2 separate regions of the Mus musculus genome follow, and region 1 is linked to region 2. A link is a contact called in public Hi-C data. All regions are on one chromosome and are shown on one strand. Each heading gives the region's core, a stretch centred on a gene start, on an enhancer-like site or on the middle of the called end of the contact. The rest is flanking DNA. Distances are from core to core; before and after follow the strand shown.

Region 1 (3,493 bases), core at 507-3,006, 350 kb after region 2:
CCCAGAGATCATGAGAGTGTGCTGTAGTGAGAGACAGAGGAACATAGCTGGTGAGCCTGGCTGCTGTCAACATCACCTGGAGAAACTTGGAAAGTCTTGATATCGTGGGCCCCCTGACGAACTACATTAGATTTCTAGTACTGAGCCCAGATATCATCTGTTTAATAGCTCTCCAAGTGCTTCTAATGTGAGCTATAGAACCACAGACATGCTGGAGTCCAGCTGGGGCTGGGCTCAGGTCCCAGCTCTGCCAGGAAAGTAGCTACCTGCTCTTTGGAAAGTTACTTAGTGTTCCTAGGCCTCATCTGTAAAATGGAGACACGACTCTTAGCTCTTTTGTGCTCTCTCCTTTAGGCAATGTCTTTTTAGAGGCAGGGTTATGCTTTCTGGGAGAGGTGTCAGTGAGATGAGGGGAGGGCCTTAAAGCTGTGTGGTTTGCCAGGCAGGTGGAAGGCAGTGTTCCCCCTCTTCCTTCCAGCATCACTGTACATCTCCCCCCCCCCAACACCCTGCCCTGACCATTGTTTCACGGACAAATTGAATGAGTACTCTTCTTTCTACTTTTCTGAGAAGGTAAAAGCACCATCATAGAAGCTGACATGGCAGGGCAGAGGCTGGTCCTACAGGGCAATGGGCTTCCCAGGCATAAAAGTACTATTTTATAGGAAAGATTTCAATTTTTTCAAGCCTACAAGGGCAGGTGGATGGAAAACTTTTAATTAACCTATTCAATTATAAAACAGTCATTGTAAGACTTTATATAAGCCATATAATATTAAGTTAATAATTTGAATAGTTTTATATCAATATTATTCCTGGGTTTTGTTTGTTTTTCCATTTTGTTCTTGTCATTTCGCTCTATTTGCTTTTTGCACGTCCATTTGTTTTAGATGACTCCTCAGTTCAAGTTTAGAATGAGATCCTAAAAACTAAAGATCTTTCAGTCCAACACTCGGCATATTTAAAGACCTTGATTCATTAGCAAATGAAGCTAACAAAGGCAACACGATAGCAACAGCTAAATCTGTAACAATAAGGCGCATCATTTCAGTAGCATTAGACTTAGTGCTAGATATAGAAAGCTGATCATCCTGACCCGGACATAGCAGCATGGCTTCATATAATCTGAGGTGCTGAGGCAGGAAGCTTCTGAGTTTGAGGCCAGCCTGGGCTCTATAACCTACCTGTCAAAAAACAAACGATGGGGAAAGTAGAGGAAGGGAAAGAAGGATAGAAAATTGGGAGAGGGGAGAAATGGAAGAAAGACAAAGGAGGAGAGAGAGGGATACAGAGAGAGGGAGGGAGGGGAGTAGGACGGGAGGGGGGGGGGAGCTGCATTCCACATGTGTCAGAAGTGAGAATCATGCAGATGCTGGAGGTCCTCTAGGTCTGCTTTTTCCTGGCTGAGTTCATTCATCAGTGCTAACATAGGGACTCCAGGATCCTAAGTCTTACAAGCTTGAACAAAAGTAGCCTTAAAAATTAAAAAAAACAAAAGTTCTAGAGAAATATGGCCATGGGGGGGTGAGGTTATAATAACTGTTACTTACATAAATAGATCATTTTATTGGGCTGGTTAATGATTCCCATGTGTCCTTCAGAAACGCTCTGTCATCTTCAGTGACGGCCACTTCAGCAATTAGAGAAGAGAAAGTGACGAACTCAAGGTTTCCTCATCAGTGAGCTCAGCCAATAAGCCAACAGAGGGCTCAGTGGCCATTACTGACCCTCCCCGGAAAGCTTCCAGCTCGAAGACTGAAGAAGCATGGCGCAGACACACAGCAGTATAATTCAAGCGACTAAAATAAACTCAGCGAGCTTGCCTCATCTCTAAACACTGCATACATTTAGGTGCTATTTTGACAAGAGAGCATGGTGGCTTTTTAAGAATTTAATTTTTCAAACTCGGGTACAATTCTTTTCTTCTAACAGCATCACCCTGTGTCTGTGTTGGCTCCTCGTGAGATCATTATTAAGAGAATTGAATTATTGTTCTGTTCAAATGACCTGTGCATTCAACAATGTGTGCTGGGCTCCAGAAAGAAGTGTTTTATGTATTATTGGGAGATGGCCATCTGTGGCACAAACCAGGCCTCCCAACATGCAGAAATGCTACAAGATAGTTTCTGTTCGGTTTTATCTATGATCTGAATTCCATTTATAAGCTTTTTTCAGCCACTTGTCAACACTGTTCACTATAGCAACACTGAAAATGGCCAGGAATGAACAGATTTATCAAAGCTCTGTGAGGTTGGACTGTATGTTTCAATTATTGTATATTGGATTTTTATCATACATTTAAAATTTTTGTCCACAAAAATAGCAACAATGTCATAAAAATGGAAGTAGTTTTCTTTGATCAACTTCCAATTATTATAAGACACAAAATGAACATGCTAGATTTCGTGACTTTTATTAGATAATGGGTCTCACATTATATATGTATATTTTAAATATAACATTATCTGTCGATGCCAAGAAATGTGGATTAATTTTTTTTCAACTCTGAAAAACATTTTTCTTCCCTTTCCTGCATATGTAATGGAACAGCATGGCAGTGTGTAAAATTAAATTTTAAAATTGTAGAATATATTTAAACCATAGCCTCCCAACCTTTCTCTATCTTTTTAAAAGTAAACTTTTGATAATACTAGGGGCATGTTGGACCAAATACATGTTTTTATATAAAGCAATTATACCCAGTTATCTCTATCAGAGAATTAAAAGTCTTTTAGGAATCTTTTGCTTGGTGGTTTTATTGTTTTACTGATGCCTTGGTTAACATTAAGTATCTCTTCTGTAATGAAGTATTAAATTTTCAAGTGGAATATAGTGTTTACAAGCAAGATTTCTTCCAACCTTCCTTCTCTCTCCCTCTCCCTCCCCCTCCTCTCTCTCTGTCCTTTCTTTGTACAAAATCACGTCTATGCTGAACATATCACTTTAGAACTGAAATTAATGTAGATTTTTATTTCATTTGTGGGAAGGATACTTGTTAGAAAAGGCTGACTTACATCAACAGACAGACGGAAAGGTTAATGACCTTCACAGAAGTGCCCCTGGACTCATCTTCATCAAAGAAGGAGGAATAGTGGTGGCACTCAGTAAGGGCACCTAGCTCCAGCTGAGGGCTGAGGACTTTTTCTGTGGCTCCCCTAAGTGCTCCCTCTGTGGGCACTGTGTCACTTGCTCACTGGAGAAGCAAGAACTTCAGAACCAGAGATCTGCCCAAGGTCACTTGCTAAGACTTACTTTAGATCCATGGGGACTCCTAATACTGGACAATGTGGAACAGGTGGAAACCCTTCCACAGAACTTGGGCAGGTCACAGGGAAGCCCTAGCCATAGATGGCTGTGACCAGCACCGCTTCTGAGCTAAAAACAACCCAACTAGGTGGTACCACTTTTCCTAGAACTGGCTGTGGTCCAGAACAGCTCAAGTCCCCATATCTTCTCCTACCCAGTGCATTCTGGTGCACTTTGCTTCTCCGGG
Region 2 (3,494 bases), core at 657-3,156:
GCTTGCAGAAGGAGAAATGTGAGTGAGGGAAGCTTAGACAAAAGAGTGAGACCTTGTTTCAGCAGTAGTAGTAGCAGTAGTAGGGAAAGTAAAAGAGGAAGCACCATGTTCTTAGGAGTCTTACTGATATGAGAGGCATCCGGAAGTAAAGGCTACATGAACTTGGCCATCTGCCTTCAAGAATCACATAAAGAAACCTATTTAGAGATAGGATAGCTGCTCAGCTAGGCTGGATTCATGCTTTGGGTCTTCAGGATGCTCCATTCTCCTTAGTTTACTATATCTATGGTCTCTGAGAAGCAACGGATTCAATAGTAAAGATATGTAAATAGTTTGGCCTTAGGTCTCCTGGAGAGAGCACCACCACTTCTTCCTTATACCTTGTCACAACAGTGAGAACAGTATTACATCCACAATATTTTAGTCTTTTGGCTATACTTAGAAATGCTTAGAGAGTCTTCACTATTGACTTATCCAGAAAGCATCTGCTGATGCTTGCCTACGGATGACGATGTGAATAACAAAATTAGCAAGGTGAGCATGGCGTGTGTGTAAAATGCCACGTAACTATCAAGCACAGATCCATAATCAATGCTTCTCACTTTGTAGGTAATCAACACTGATATCCTTCACTACTTTTTATATGTTTGCGTACCATCTGGTAGGAGGGCAAATAAACAGACACATTATTATACTGCAGTGTGTGAGGTGATGACATGGTCTGATGAGAGATATGAGACAGGACGTGGGAGGAGCAAGGGTAGTCAGCATGTTAGCTGAGTCTCAGGCAGACACTGAATCATATACAGGAGCCACAGGAACTCAAAGCACAGTGGATTTGCATGTCAAGAAACAAAACAGATTCAGAAGAAATCTCAACCAGTTGATAAAGGGGGCAATGTCAGTTTCAATGGGAACTACCAAACCCTTGCTTTACTTTTCCTGTGTGTGTATGTGTGTATGTGTGTGTGTGAGTGTATAGAAAAAAAATCAAAGTTAAGCAGAGAAATTGATTTTTACTAACAGATGCAAAAGAAACTCTAACTCCTGTCACAAACAAATAAACTATTTTTTGCAACATCAAACAAAAGAAAAAATGGGGAGGAATGAGGAAAAAAGGAAAGAGAAAGAAAGACAGACAGACAAGACCCTTGGGCAAGAATTTTTACAATCATCCTGTTTCTAGGTCAGATTCTCTTGGTAGGAAACAAACAACAACAACAACAACAACAACAACAACAAAACCACCACCAATAACAAAAGCCCAGGCCTGGAATAAGAAGACGACGCTAGGAATGCATTCTCTACACCATCAGACTTTTAACACATGAACAGCCAGGCTAAGCAGACGTTGAAAGGAGGACTGGACTAGGGAGAATACGTTAAAAAATGACTCATAAATGAAGAATGGTGCATTCTTAGAAGGCCCCTGAGTTTACGTTAGGTAAAAGCAAAATTTAAAAGTACACAGAATGATCAAGCAATGAACCATTTTCCAGTTTTCTCCACAAGAAAACATCTCAATATGCTTTATAAAATATAATCCCATATTTTAATGTGCATAAGCAAATGAATTCTGGAATTAAAAAGAACTAAAAATCAATTCCATACAAGACAGAATGAGAGGTTGGGAATATATTTTTACAAAAAACAAATGACCTCTTTGGTTTTCTTTATCAGGTACACAGGAAGGGTGCCTTGAAATTCTAAAAATAGAACCAGGAGTGCTACTTGTGTATGTGTGTTTTAAGAACTAAAATCACCATGTAGAAAGGCATGCAGGAAGCACACTAATGTCATTAAAATATAATTGGACTTGCAGGAACAATCACTGTGCTGTGCTGTAAGGGGAGCTGTTGGCACGTGCAGAGCACAGAGCCAGCGTGAGCTCATCAGCCGGTCTCGGCAAGACCCACTTCCAGCTAGAAGCAGCCATGTTGCAATCCCTCGCATCCCTGATGCTGACAAGCTAAAGGACTTGTTTTGTCTCTGGAAATTCGTCTCTGGTGATTAAGTGCTTACAGTGAATACCGATCACATGAAAGAACAGTTCTGAAGAATCCGAATGAGTGCCCTGTGTCCTCTACCTGCAGCCCTGGCTTGTCTTTGAATCTAGATAGCGCTAGGCAGGGCGACTGCAAACTAGAATCAAGGAAGCATTCCCCACCTCCTCTACCCCACGTAACAAATATATTCCCCAACTTTTAGTAGAGGGCACAGTGTAGAGACAAGAAATCCTCTTTAACCTCTGGACTCTAAATCAAATATTATTACAATAAAGCAAATGTTTTAAAGGTTAGGAGTAATCATATGGATGAATCTGCAGCAAGAGTTTGAGAGTTAGTAACTATCTGTGTCCTCAAGTCCCAGGTTAAAAATTTACCCAAAATTGTCAGTTCTTAGGAACTGCACCTCAGATTAAAATCTTCTCACCAGGGATTCTCTAAGAATTTGCTCTTGTTTTAAATCGTAAGTGCTTGTAAAACTGCCAGCCCTGCAAAACTGGAGACCATTAAACAATATAAAGCAGTGAGTGATTAAACCCACCAAATACACACTCAAAGCAGCTTATGCTACTTTTTAATTAAAAATAAGAGATCATTGGCTAAATTCACATGTCTTAGCTATCCAGAAATTAGTAGTCTGCAAATGCAAACTGTTACCGAGAAAGGCATGCACAAAACCACACACAAGGTAAGAGGTGGACTGGATGGAGCTCTGAGTCCAAGGCCTGAAGTTGACCTAATTTACCCAGGGCATACCCAGACATCTCCAAGCTGCAGTGTGAGGACTCCATGTGGCATCATTAGCAGAGGCCTCCAAGGAGACAAGGTGTCCACCTTCTTGTCAGGCAATGCGTTAGATCACAGCATATCGAGGCACTGAGGCATGAGGTGTGTAGATGACTAGTGGAGGTGTTACTGCTATTCTTAAATACCCCTTAACCTAACCAATAAGCATTTCTTGAAATAACCATAAGCTCTTGGTGAAAGAAGCCCAGGAACTTAGGAGTTAATGGCATCACTTGAGACAGAAAGAAATTTTTTACTGCAAAGTTAGAAGTAAATAAACATTGCAGCTTTAAGTTGTTCCTACTTGTTTAAAGTCAAGAAAGGCCAGGGGGCTTAGTCAACTTCAGGCAAGGGGCCAAAACTGTGAAGATGAGATTTAAGGCTGGGATGATATCATTCACTATGAAGTCTGCTCTTTCTGAAGCATGAGAAGTTTTACTGGTGAAACCTTACCTCAACTACAGCTTTTTATTTTTAACCTCTGTTTTCTTCCCCTCTCAGGAATGATTTTCCAAATATGCTCCCTGTCTTATATGGAAAGTTTATAAATTTGCTTTCTGTATTAGACATGGTCTTACCTAAAAAGCTTGCCCTAAAGTAAAGAACCGGCACTTGGTAACTACAAGAGTATAAGACATGATACTCATGTTTAATCACTTCTGCCACCGCTGCAGGTCTCGTCACTTCAGAATCATCCATTGG

What was found. Hi-C and Micro-C count contacts between places; a contact is called where the count stands out from the background.
Region 1: a Hi-C map of cerebral cortex shows a contact between it and region 2, with 2.3 times the contacts expected there. The contact joins the promoter of A830009L08Rik here to the enhancer-like site in region 2. A contact is called at or near these places in 7 of 484 Hi-C or Micro-C datasets (the N1E-115 cell line, cerebral cortex, myocytes and 3 more) and 7 of 115 datasets of contacts at active chromatin or transcription factors (the SCID.adh cell line, cardiomyocytes, embryonic basal ganglia and 4 more).

What each region holds. Positions count from the first base shown.
Region 1 is chr13:91,386,329-91,389,821 of GRCm38.p6, forward strand. A830009L08Rik (RIKEN cDNA A830009L08 gene) reads right to left here and starts at 1,757. Exons shown (of 3, transcript NR_045161.1): 1 at 1,551-1,757.
Region 2 is chr13:91,037,480-91,040,973 of GRCm38.p6, forward strand. Atg10 (autophagy related 10) reads right to left here. Exons shown (of 8, transcript NM_025770.3): 4 at 3,371-3,494. Among named protein-coding and RNA genes, the nearest start is that of Gm46434, 110 kb to the left of the region's middle. Within about 2 kb of position 1,907, at least 128 of the 459 cell types and tissues checked have an H3K27ac peak or open chromatin away from gene starts, as enhancers often do. A contact at or near this core is called in the N1E-115 cell line, cerebral cortex, embryonic basal ganglia and 4 more, where this site is marked.